2 separate regions of the Mus musculus genome follow, and region 1 is linked to region 2. The links are chromatin contacts, called in public Hi-C maps. All regions are on one chromosome and are shown on one strand. The core of a region is the stretch at or near the end of the contact, and the rest is flanking DNA. Distances in the headings are between cores, read along the strand shown.

What was found. A called contact is a pair of places that touch in the nucleus more often than the background predicts.
Region 1: a contact with region 2 is called in a Hi-C map of uterus, with 7 times the contacts expected there. The contact joins two enhancer-like sites. A contact is called at or near these places in 8 of 484 Hi-C or Micro-C datasets (B cells, the N1E-115 cell line, embryonic fibroblasts and 4 more) and 3 of 115 datasets of contacts at active chromatin or transcription factors (bone marrow-derived macrophages, microglia and stem cell-derived neural progenitor cells).

Annotation. Positions count from the first base shown.
Region 1 is chr8:36,342,249-36,348,407 of GRCm38.p6, reverse strand. No RefSeq gene overlaps it. Among named protein-coding and RNA genes, the nearest start is that of Lonrf1, 96 kb to the right of the region's middle. Within about 2 kb of position 1,292, at least 9 of the 459 cell types and tissues checked have an H3K27ac peak or open chromatin away from gene starts, as enhancers often do. A contact at or near this core is called in uterus, where this site is marked.
Region 2 is chr8:36,106,904-36,112,824 of GRCm38.p6, reverse strand. The region is part of intron 3 of Prag1 (PEAK1 related kinase activating pseudokinase 1); the gene reads right to left. Among named protein-coding and RNA genes, the nearest start is that of Prag1, 15 kb to the right of the region's middle. Within about 2 kb of position 2,069, at least 6 of the 459 cell types and tissues checked have an H3K27ac peak or open chromatin away from gene starts, as enhancers often do. A contact at or near this core is called in uterus, where this site is marked.

The sequences.
Region 1 (6,159 bases), core at 43-2,542, 240 kb before region 2:
TGGGTAAGGGCAGGAGACTCTTGTCTCCTCTTCTAATTTCTTCTCACTGGCTGAGTTAGTCACCAGCTCTTCCTTTCTCTGCTGTCTTTGTGCCAGTCTGGAATTTTCTCTCTTCTGTTTGTTCCCATAAACTTCATCACACTCATGCTGGCAACATACTTTTCTGGGCAGTAGGAGGCAAAGATAAGTACACAGAGAACTGAAGACAAGCTGGAATATCCTACACCTAACGCTTCTCTTCTTTTACAAGAACTTTCCCATCTATATCTCCTTTCCTCCAAACTGCCTCAACCTTACATCCTGATCCCTGCACAAGATGAAGTGATCTGGACTTCAAAACATTACCAACATAGTAACCTAGACTTACAGAGACAGCCAAATAGCCTTGCCCATTGTACATGAAAGAAATACCGTCACAATGTTTCCTAACCCAGGCAGCAATTCTAAGCAGTCTCTCCAAAGAACATTCTTAGCCAAGTGTGTTAGGACATTCCTACAATCTCAGTCCTAGGGAGACTGAAGCAGGTGGTTACTGAGTTCATGGCCAGCCTAGACTATATAACATTGTATTAAGACTGTTTCCAAAGCACAAACAAGTGCTTAAAAATAACAACAGGAAGAAATGTGTGTTCTCCCACAAGCCTTGGCAACTCAGTGCGCACCTCAAGCAAGTGGCTGTCATCTTCATTTTGTAGATGAAGCAACTGGGGACTAGTATGGCAGCTTACCCAGCTGCAAGTAGCAAGAGTGCCCTGCAGCCTATAGACAAAAACTTTCACAACTTTATCTGGCCTGAAAGTATGAGTTTCCAGAGCCAGATCCTGGGTTTTGTCCCTAGCACTGCCAAAATGAAAGAGTATAGCCATATGCCCTCTACACTCTAGCGTCTATGCATCGCCGACAGAGAAAGGCAACACTGCCGGTGTTGAAGAAAGTGATAGCTAGAGTTTCATGGGCTGGGGGTGGGAGGAAGGGAAGACGTGAGAACTAGTCCAGGCAGGAAGTGATGGAGACTTGGACCAAGGGTGGATCAAGAACATTGGCAATTTGAGGGGGAGTAAGGACAATGTTTACAGTAGCTGCACATTTTTTAGTTTGAGAGACTCGTGTCATTTATTCATTGAACTACTAGTGGACACTTTGCTAGGCACAGCATGCTAGACACCAAAATACCAAAAAGATGATAGTCAGTGAAAATGATGCCTCTCACAGGTGAGACCTGCAGTGCACTGTCCAGCCAGCAGGCAACAGGAAATACCACGTCAACTGGCCTACAAAACAGAGATGCCCAGGGAACACCAGGGGGCAGTATGGGCTCAGCAACCGAAGGGATGCCAACTGCTAATGTCTACGAAGTCTTAACACTTAATCTGTCATTAATCTGTCATTGTCTTGGGTAGCCACTTAGAAGTTTTGGAAAGAATCTTAACTTATTCAATTATTTAAGCACAAACCTTCTCCTTTGGTGGGGGTTTTAAGCAGTGGGATATGTGAACTAATATTGTGTACCTCTTATGTAACAGAAATCATCAAAAACCTTGACTTGTCATAGGCCTAGGATGAGGGCCCTGCCCTTCCAGATGAGCAGATATTTCTAAATGAAAACACATTCCTGTTAACCTGCGCACTACTGTGTTTCCATGTTATAAACCAGTGGCTGCTCTTGAGGGTGAGGGCGAGGATGCTGCCCTCTGAATCTTAGGGTTTGTTACTGCTACACGGTTAGTGACTGAACCAAGAGCTTTGGGTTCCCATGAGTTTCCCATGCATCCCTTTCTGTACGTAGCATGAGCCCTCACCTTGCTTGCCATCCCATCCCACCAGATATCCCACCAGATGCCCGGTACACTTAGTAACCTCTTCCTCTCAAGCTGTTCCTGTCTTTTCTTTTTGATGAGCTCCCTGCCTTCCAAATCCTCACGCATCCCCTGCAGTAACCAGGTTCTGTCACACCTGCGGGTGTGAGAAACCAACCACAAACCAGCACAACAGAGGAAGAACTTAAGGAAGACCCCACCCCCACCCCACCCCACCCCACCCCCCAACACCACCACCATAGGACAGAAAAAGCATTGTCCTCTCTCAGAGGTACTTTAGAAAGACGCCATTGGCAGTTAGTGCTGAGCACACATTGTGCACCTGACAGTTGGTAAAGCTGTGGTTTGCATTTTGCTGTATTGAGTTCATCTTAATTGTTCAATCAATGGCAAATACTTAATATGTCTCTACTAGTCCCTTGTTTCATTTATCTAATTTCAAATTATTCAAACTCTTCAGGTGTTGATCCATAACATATTCAACAAGGTAAAAAAAAATAAGAGAAGCTTATGTTATAAAAAAAAATCTATCCATCAACACAGATATCTGTTTATGCAACTTAGTTGAACCCAAGGGGGGCAAAGAAAAGTACACATTGGAAAACTGGCATGAAGGAGAGAGAATAGATGAAAAAATAATTCAGTGGAAACATCTGGATATGAGGAACATCACAGAAGGCAACTGTCAATATTTTTAAGACAAAGTGAGCCTGACCCATTTTAGCCCCAAAGGCAACAGACATGATGCATGATCCCAAACCAGGAAAAGAAGTTGTTATAAGCATGAATTGCCCTTGGCACATGGTGGGACACATGTCCCTTCACTGCCATTACCCAGGAGCTAGGAGCAAAGCTTTAATTAAGTTCGAGGCCAGCCTGGGGTTTATAGCCAGACCTTGTCTTAAGAAAGAAAGACTGGATGGGCAGTCGTGGTGCACGCCTTTAATCCCAGCACTTGGGAGGCAGAGGCAGGCAGATTTCTGAGTTTGAGGCCAGCTTGGTCTACAGAGTGAGTTCCAGGACAGCCAGGGCTATACAGAGAAACCCTGTCTTGAAAAACAAAAAACAAAAACAAGCAAACAAATAAAAAGACTGAGATAATTAGAAAAAATTATATATACAGACTTTACATCAGACAGAGTATTATATCAATGTTACATTTCTTGAATCTGATCCTTGGGTCATAATTATGTAAAGGAATATTCTTATTCTTAGACTGTAATGGTTTGGATATGACCTGTGTCCGTGCTCATATTTTGTATAGTTGTTCCTCAGCTTTGGGCATTATTTCAAAGGGTGTGGAGCTTTTAAGAGGTGGAGCCTACCTAGTGAAAGTAGCTCGCTATGGACGGACCCTGAACGTCACACCCACTTTTGGCTCTGGCCTGTATCATCTGGTCTCCACTGTGGAGGAAGACTCCGTTATACATTCCCACAACCCATGGCTGCAGCAGGCCTTTTTCTCTATGTGACGCTTGAATCCCCTGAAACTAGGTAGCATAAGAAGCTTAAGTGGCATTTGTCATACAAGTCACAACAATGATACACATACATACATATAAACCTATGGGGAAAAAGACTAAGGCTGGGAAATTACAACAGAATTATGTTGAAAGAAACATATGCAGGGGATGAGGGGAGGGCTCAGTGGGCTAAGGAACTTGCTATGAAAGCGTAGAGACATGAGTTCAAATCCCTAGTACCTACATACTAAGTTATATGTAACCACATACCCTTATAATGCCAGTGTTGGTGGGGGTGGAAGCAAGAGGATTGCTGGGGATTGCTGGTTGCCAGACTAGCTTCGAGTTCAGAGAATGGGTGTATCTCCAGGAAGCATAAGATAGCTGGATAGCGACATCTTCCTCTGGAATCTGTACACCTGGGCCTGCATACATCACACACACACACACACACACACACACACACACACACACACACACACACACACACACGGTGGGGCACTCACACATGCACTTTAAAACTTATGTATACAGCTGGAAAGATTGCTCAGTGGGTAAAGGCACCACCATGGCTAATGATGTGAGCTTGATTCCCAGGATCTACGTAGTAGAAAGGGAGAAACAAGAACCGATTTGAACAAGTGGTCCTCTGACCTTCACACATGCGCCCTGGGATGCATGCTTTCAATCTTGGATGGTTTATGTTGTTGTTGGCAGGTACATCACAGACATCGATGATGTGCTATTTTGATTTGTCCTACTATTGATGATGTCCTTCAGTTACTTGACTAAGTCCAATACCTGTCAGTCTTCTCCAATGTAAAGATACTGTCCTCACCTTTGTAATGAGTGAGTGTTCTGTGTAGATGCACTTTCAGAATGATATATCCTTTCTCATGGAATTCATAATTTATTACAATCAATGCAGGTTTACAGTTTCCTATTTTAGACAGTGGATTCGGAGTCACCAAGGTTACTGTCCTCCTTGAGTTTCTGTCTTCATTGATAAGACACTGACCAGAAACAACTTGGGGAAGGGTACAGTCTGTCATCAAGAGAAGCCGAGACCACAGAGGGAAGCTGCTTACTGACTCGTTCTTCATGCCTTACTTGTGTGATGTCCTTATATCTCTCAAGACCATTCACCCAGCGGTGGCACCATCAGAACAATGTACCACAAGGGTGCCCACCCAATTGGGTGGGTACAATTCCTCAGCTGACATTCCCTATTTCCAGGGAACTCTAGTTTGTCAAGTTGGCAAAAACTAACCAGCAGCTGCTGAAACGCACATTGTCCCAGATATGTTCAACAAGGACTTTTAAAGTTTGTCCCTTTAATGTGTCACCGTTCTTCTTTGAATATAAAAAGAGGGCAGAAAGAACTCAAAAGGATTTGGAAGAGTCATGGGTGACAGAACTTATGAAACCACAGCAGCTACAGTGACCTGAACGGGACAAAGTCTATTAACTATTTCAGCATAGATGGGGAAAGGCACACGAGGTTCTAGCCTTGGGGAGCTACTGGCAACCAGTGACAGCTGAGAAAGAGGCCGTCACATTTCTTCAGGATTGTGGCCACCAGTAACTTTCCCAAGGGCCAGTAAATAACCCTACACACATACACTTGCAAGCAATCCAAATTAAACCCTGTGGTCAAGAGCAAGGATGAGTGCCAGATTGGGAAAAAGGTGGAGAGAGGGATTAGGAAACAAGAGTTCTAGAAAGAGTGGTATGGGCATGGAGGCGGATGGGAGGAAATGAATACGATCAAAGTATACGTGTATGAAGTTGTCAAATAAACTCTTTGGGGAGATACACATGGATTATATCCAAATTTTGTGCCATTGTTTTTAAGGAACTTGTACCTCTGGAGCTTGAATGATCTAGTCTGATCAGCAAGAACCTTGACACAAGTACTCCACCAATGCTGAGGGGTGACTGTATACTGACCCCCTTATGTGCATATTCTGACGATAACTGCAGCCTGGAATTGCCGCTAAGTTTATTTAGTTTAAGTAAATACTTAAATTTACTCTCTCTCGAATACTCTCGAATACTGAGAAGCCCCTGATAACTATTTGCCTCTCTACTTATGATACTTCAGATTGGTTGGACCATGCACTGTGTACAAGGTTTCTTTCCTTACCACACTGAGGTACCAGACTCAAGCTTTGGCTGCCCTTAGAGATTTATATCTCTCTCTTCATTGACCGACTCCCCACGCTTTCACGGTTTCTTGACCCCAATGAGTGGCCACAGGGCTGCACTGTGAGTCTCCTTTCCCAGTCTGGGCTTTGGCAGGCTTGGGTTATAAGCAGGATACATTAAAAATTAATGAAGCCATTCCCAGTGGTACAGAGGTGGAGGTTCCCTCTTCCAGGAGACTGGCTTATTTGGCACCACTTCTTATCATGATTTAGTAAAACTAACAAGGAACGTGGATGGACTACAGCTAGAGTTGAATTCTACAAGCGGAGAACATGGGAAGGTACGTCTCAGCTTTGATGCAGCAGGCTCGAGCTATTTAATCATCAAGATAAAACACATTAAGCTTGAAGTTGTCTGAACGCAAACCAAGTGGCTTTTTCCCCCTGAGAGCCGTGCTATGGAGGCTGGGTAGTGAGTGTGAACCCAGAAACTGGAATAACAGAAACTACTCACCTTTGCTTCACTTGGTTGTGGGATGGTTTATGAGCGAGCTTCCTAGATAAAATCAAGAAACCAGAGAAAGGGCTTCCAGCCAGCTCCAACTTAATAGAGCCATTTGTAACATCTGTTCTTAATAATTAAGTGCTCAGGTGTGTGGGGTCTTCTCACTGAGTGGCAGCTTCTTGTTCAGAATTTCCTAGGACCTCAGGATGGACTCTAGCTTGCGCTTG
Region 2 (5,921 bases), core at 820-3,319:
TCGCCTAAATGCTACACCCACAGAAATGACCGAGGACAAAGCATTCAAATACACGGGGACATTCTTTACCCGAGCCGTAATACCAAGTAAGTGTGACACATCGGCACATAGCTGCCCTGTTCTTCTATCAACTCTTATAGATGTGCCCTTTGCCCTGCTGAATATCTTTACATAAAAGATGATCTATCTTATTACCAGTATGTATTAGAAAAATCACAGCATTTGTTTATCTAGTTCAAATTCATAAGATTTCATTTCCACAGTGAGATTAACCCTCCACAGGATTCTGACACATTTCCCATATCTGTTCCCTCCCCCTCCAGTTTTGGATGCAGAAAGCCAACAAGGCGAGGGATGAACACACGCTGCTTAAAGATTTAAAGACTGGAAAAATAAAGTTAAGATATATAAAGAGAAGGACTACCTTAAGAGACAGGTAGTAAGTTAGTAATAAGTGTTATTTACTCCAGCAGGGCTCCGAAAGGTTAGTGTTCATAGATCATTCTAGTCACTCACTGAGCAGAAGCAAAACATCTTGACATTCCAGTTGGAAGTCAGAAATTACATTTTCTGCTAACACTCAACTACAGAACTCTAGGCTAGACAGAAAACAGACCCCATCCCCTAAATAAAGGAAGTATTGAACTCCTAAGTTAATGTAGAGACTGGTTACTGAGTGCCAGCCTTTTAGCACCTTAGATGGTCGATTTTAGGCTTTAACGCCAATTTCTCAAATAGCTAGCACAGGTGTCAGAGTCAGAACTTCCATCTCTGCATGCCCTGCAGACATTACTAATCAATCGCAGCAACCTTTATCACAGGCTAGGTTCTCCCATAAAGTGCTAGAAAAGTCTCTACCTGACCTGAACTGCCATAGAAGATCCTGCCCTCCTGATAGTGGGCACTGGGCCACAAAAGCTTACTTTTGCTTTGATCTATACATTTTAGTTATGAACTATTTTAAATGATGACTGGTTCTAAAATTCTAGGCTCGTCTTCACTTTCTTCAAGTTTCTGTTACTTACTGTCATGTCTACTGATATCAACAATTCTCGTATTCATGCAGTGTATTTTATTCCCATTAATCCTGACTGCCTACGTGGAACACCCAAAGGTAGAGGCCATCCTGATGGGTTTCCCACAATTCAGGAGCATACAGTGACACCCTATCTTGGTTTGAGAGTATTAAACATGTTTTAAAACAGCCGGGCAATGGTGGCACATGCCTTTAATCCAAGCACTCAGGAGGCAGAGGTAGGTGAACCTCTGTGAGTATGAGGCCAGCCTGGTCTACACAGCTTGTTTCAGGACAGTCAGGGCTACACAATCCCTGTCTCGAAAACAAAACCACTTAGGCAAACGGGTATGAAATGGCTCAAAGCCAAACTGCTGGAAGTCAAGGAGTCATTTGCCAGTGACAGAAACAATAACCTGCCAAAGAACAATACCTGAGGGGAAAGAGAAGGCTGCTGGACTAAGGAGGTGAATCACTGGTAAGGTTTGCTGACCAAGAATGAAAACCTGGCTTGGGATCTCAGCATCCCAGGATCCACTGGACACTGTGGCACAAGCCTGTGACACCATTGCTTGGGGAAGACAGGTAGAATGGTGTGTATGTGGGATGTGGAGGCTGGATAGCCAGCCTAGCAGAAATGATGAGCCCCGGGTTCAGTGAGAGAGCCTGTCTTCAAAAACTGAGGTGGAGAAGTGGTTAAGGTAGACCTCGGACTCTGGCCTCTGTGTGCAGGCTCACAGAGCGAAGTACGTGCACACATACGTGCACACATGTGCATTCACTACCCAAACACACTGTAAAGAAATAAAACATAAACAAAAGGGAAAGATCTCTTTGTGAAAACAGCCTTTAATGTGGAGGTTTCCCTTGTCACCCAGCCACTGTGACAAAAGTCCGCCTTCTGGGAAAGCACACAGAAAAAGTCACCCAGCGCGCAGGGCATAAGCTCGTTGAAGTAGGGAATCTTACAGAGTTGCATAGGAAGAGCACGAGCACACGCTTAACATGAAACATTGCTTGGGATCTGTCTACAGCCACTAGAAGCAAATGCTCACCGATTTCTACACAGCGCCTGAAGGTGTCTATGATCAGAAATGTAGTAGTTGTTGCCTGCACAGAGGATAGCAAGGACTGTCTGCCGCTAATCTCTCAACCGTGAAAGAACGAATTATAGCTAATCAAATCAACAATTCCCATAGCATGCCTTGGGGCACTAGCAGAGAGCTGCCTACCAGTTGGTTAATTCCACGCTTCGGAAGCAGTCAGGACTTCCCAGCAGCTAAGTCCATTTGGCGACTAGATGCAGACTGAGGACTGTCATCTAGCTTCGGTCTGTGTTTCCAGACTTCTCTCAGAAAGTATGAAAAAGTTCTACTCAGAGAAGCAACATCACCCTAGAATTCTTGTAATTTGCTGCTCAGAGGAAAATTCTAGATGATTACTACCTGAAAAGAGAATTCTTCTGGTAAGAGGGGATTGGTTCCACACAACTGCTCAGCTTAAAACCAAACCAAACCAAACCAAACCAAAAAACTAAGTAGCAATAAGTAGCAGAGGCCACTTGCAAGACTGAAACGTACAAGTACTGGAGAGTAATTAATCCAAGAAAGAATGCATGGAGCCCCACCGTGTTTGCCCACCTTGAAGCATGGACAATTATTAACCTCAGCTTATTCAACTCAAGGTGGCAACGTTCCACTGAGCAGGGGCAGGCAGGGAATTACAATGGGTGCCCAGTGAAAAGCTAGAGAGAAACTTGCTTACTCCATAGTGTGCTATGGCCTTCTTAAAAACGAAACATTCCGCCTGGGCGGTGGTAGCACAGTCCTTTAATCCCAGCACTTGGGAGGCAGAGCCACAAGCAGATGGATGTCTGAGTCTGAGGCCAGCCTGGTCTACAGAGTGAGTTCCAGGACAGCCAGGGCTACACAGAGAAATCCTGTCTCGAAAAACAAAAACAAGAACAAAACCTAACTAACTAACTATTCTGGGCTGGCAAGATGATACAGCATGTAAGGGCATCTGCATGCCCTGAACCCAATGCTCAGAACCCACCCGAAGGGGAAACTGACTCCACGAAGTTATCTCTGACCTTTACACACACAGCCTGGCACATGCACCTACACACATCATACTCAGCAATAATTTTTGGATGTTTATTTATTCTGTGCTATGTGCACATGTGTGTGCATGTGTGTACTCTGCACATCAAGAGCATGGTGCTCAGAAGACAGTGTTGGGGTGCATGCTGGGAACTAAACCTGGGTCTTTTCCAAACGCAATAAACACTCTTAACTATGAAGTCATCTCTCCATCCCCCTAATAATAATTTAAAAAAAAATTCCTCCCTGAATATCTACTATATATGGTTCTTTGCTAAAAGATGTGATAGAAATTCTAAGCAAGAACTCATGAGACATAACTTGTGCACTCTCGGGAATGTAGTCTCTTGAAGAGATGAAAACGTGGGCCAAGTTTTAATGTAATGCAAGGCACACTGTGCTACCATCACGAAATGAGGTATGAACAGGGCACAGGACTACCACAGGACTTAGGCTCAGAACACTTCATATTCCAAGTTATTTGCTTCTTCTGTCAACTTCTCTTGAGCATCACGTTGAGTAAGAAGGTAGGTGCTTTTCTGGAAAAATTAGTCAACAGGACATATAACTCATGACTCGTGCACACTGAACTGAGTTCATGGCTCTGTTACTGAACAGAGAGCACAGGCTGCGGCGAGAACCCAGATCTACGAGAACAGGTCTTAACAAAGACAGTCAAAGCCGGGAACAGCCTTTGGTTGTCACACTGCACACCTGCTCACTGAGGTCACACTGCACACCTGCTCATTGAATTCACACAGATGCAATCCTCAGAACCCAAGAGGGGAAAAAACCCTATTGCTGGGCTTTTAGCATCTTGCACACAGCCTAATATAAAAAGTAGGTCATTAGTAGATATCCAGTGATTTAAAGAATCTCTAACTCCTAGGAATAGTCATGGGCATATGCTCAAAACTGTATAGAAGTCCTTTAAAGATTGTATTATATACACACATACACACAGATATACATACCTATGTATGTATATATATATATATATATATATATATATATATCCATCAAGTCAGCAATTGTTAAAACATTATAAGATTAAAAGACAGGAATTAATTTGGGGAATTAATTTTAATAATTCCTGCCTGCAAAATATATAATTCCCCGTTTCCAGATTCTGTCTACAAGCCCATGGGAAGAGGCCAACTGCTGGCTTGCCTATGGTGTAGCAGAGTATAGTCTTCACTGTTGACACATGGGCCTTGTTCCATTTGTTCTGCTGTGTGTAGAGAGTGTGCAGTTTCTCCCACAGAATGTGCTCAGCATGTGTTCACCCTAACCCAACTCCACCTCTCATTTAAACATGGCCAGAAAGGCTGCACATAGCTAGAGAAGATTCTCTATACACAGTGCTTCCTAACCATAAAGTGACTTCAAATTGCCACCCAGATAGGCCCACGCAGTCTCAAGACTTCCTATGCCCTGGTGTCAGTCCCTATGATTCGCTCCAACATGGACTGGGGCTGATATAAAGTGTTAGAAGCTTTAATCAGATTGGATATGGACACTGAAGATAAATGGCCATCTCAGTCACTCTCCTTCCATTCTTGGGGGATCGTGCTGTGTGACCACGTTTCGGGAGGACACCACACAATGAAGACGTGTCAGCTCTTCCCACTAGCAAAGTGCACAGATGCCCTAGCCTTTGTGCATGGAAAGAACTCTACTGGTGACATTGTCCCTCCAACACAGGAGGTGACTGAACAAGGAAGAGCTTCATTTCTGGGCACCCCAAAGAGAGAAAAAACAGCGTACAATGTAGTGGGTTAAATTGAAAATTGGTAACAGCAGAACAAAAATATCGCCCACTTCCGTGGGGAAACTTTTTCTTACATTATTTACCTTACCTGACCCAGACCATACCAAACATAAGCCCAACTGTTTTCTGATTCCGCCATCAAGTTCATCTCTGACCCTGGGCCTATCGTTCGAATTTGGGGTTTCTTTGAGAACTGCTTGTCTGCTGCTCTAATGAGACAAATGGCTATCTACTGCCCGTGTCACTCAAAACTCGTAAGTCATGTCAAACTAGATTTGGCTCTGCCCAGAAACAAAAGACACAAAGCAACTGGATTTCTGGGCATGTTAATTGCTTTCCCAGGTCCTGCCGCTCTCCTTTAGCTGCCTCCTGAAGGTGAAGTGTGCACACATGCATGCACATACGCACGCACGCACAGCCCACACTTCTTGCCTGCAGTTTTTGGTTTCCTAGCCAACAACCAGCAGTACTTGTCAACCCTTATCTTGTAATCCTGTCTTGAACAAGGTGACCCAGAAACCAGGTAAGGTCCATCATCCTAAGCCGTGTGAGTTTGTGGATGTAGGCAGTTGCCTTGGCAGCAGTGAATAAGAAAGAGTCCAGATTCAGCCTCGCCATCCCATGAGGAGGAGGCACAAGGAAGGCGCATTAAATAGGCTCAGAGAGCCCATCTTGCAAGACGTTACAGCAAGAGGTTAAATAAGAGCAATAAGCTACTCACTGTAACACTCAATATAGGACATTACAAAGCCAAGCCACCCTCCTCAGGATAGGGGTCAGAAAGCAATCAGGTGAATCCATTTCTGTTTCTCCACACTATGAAAGTAGAACGAAACGCAGTCCTGCATGCAGCAACCTTTGTCTAGGTGCTAAGCGCACATAACACACATGATGAAGTTGATCGTTTAGAGACAGTCTGGCCCCTGGAAATCAGATGACTCTTCTATGTTGCCTGAAGATGCTCCAAGATTTTCATCTTGGAAAACTGATATCATCTTCCCTAATTACCTCTGTGTCCCATGATTGGTGGGAC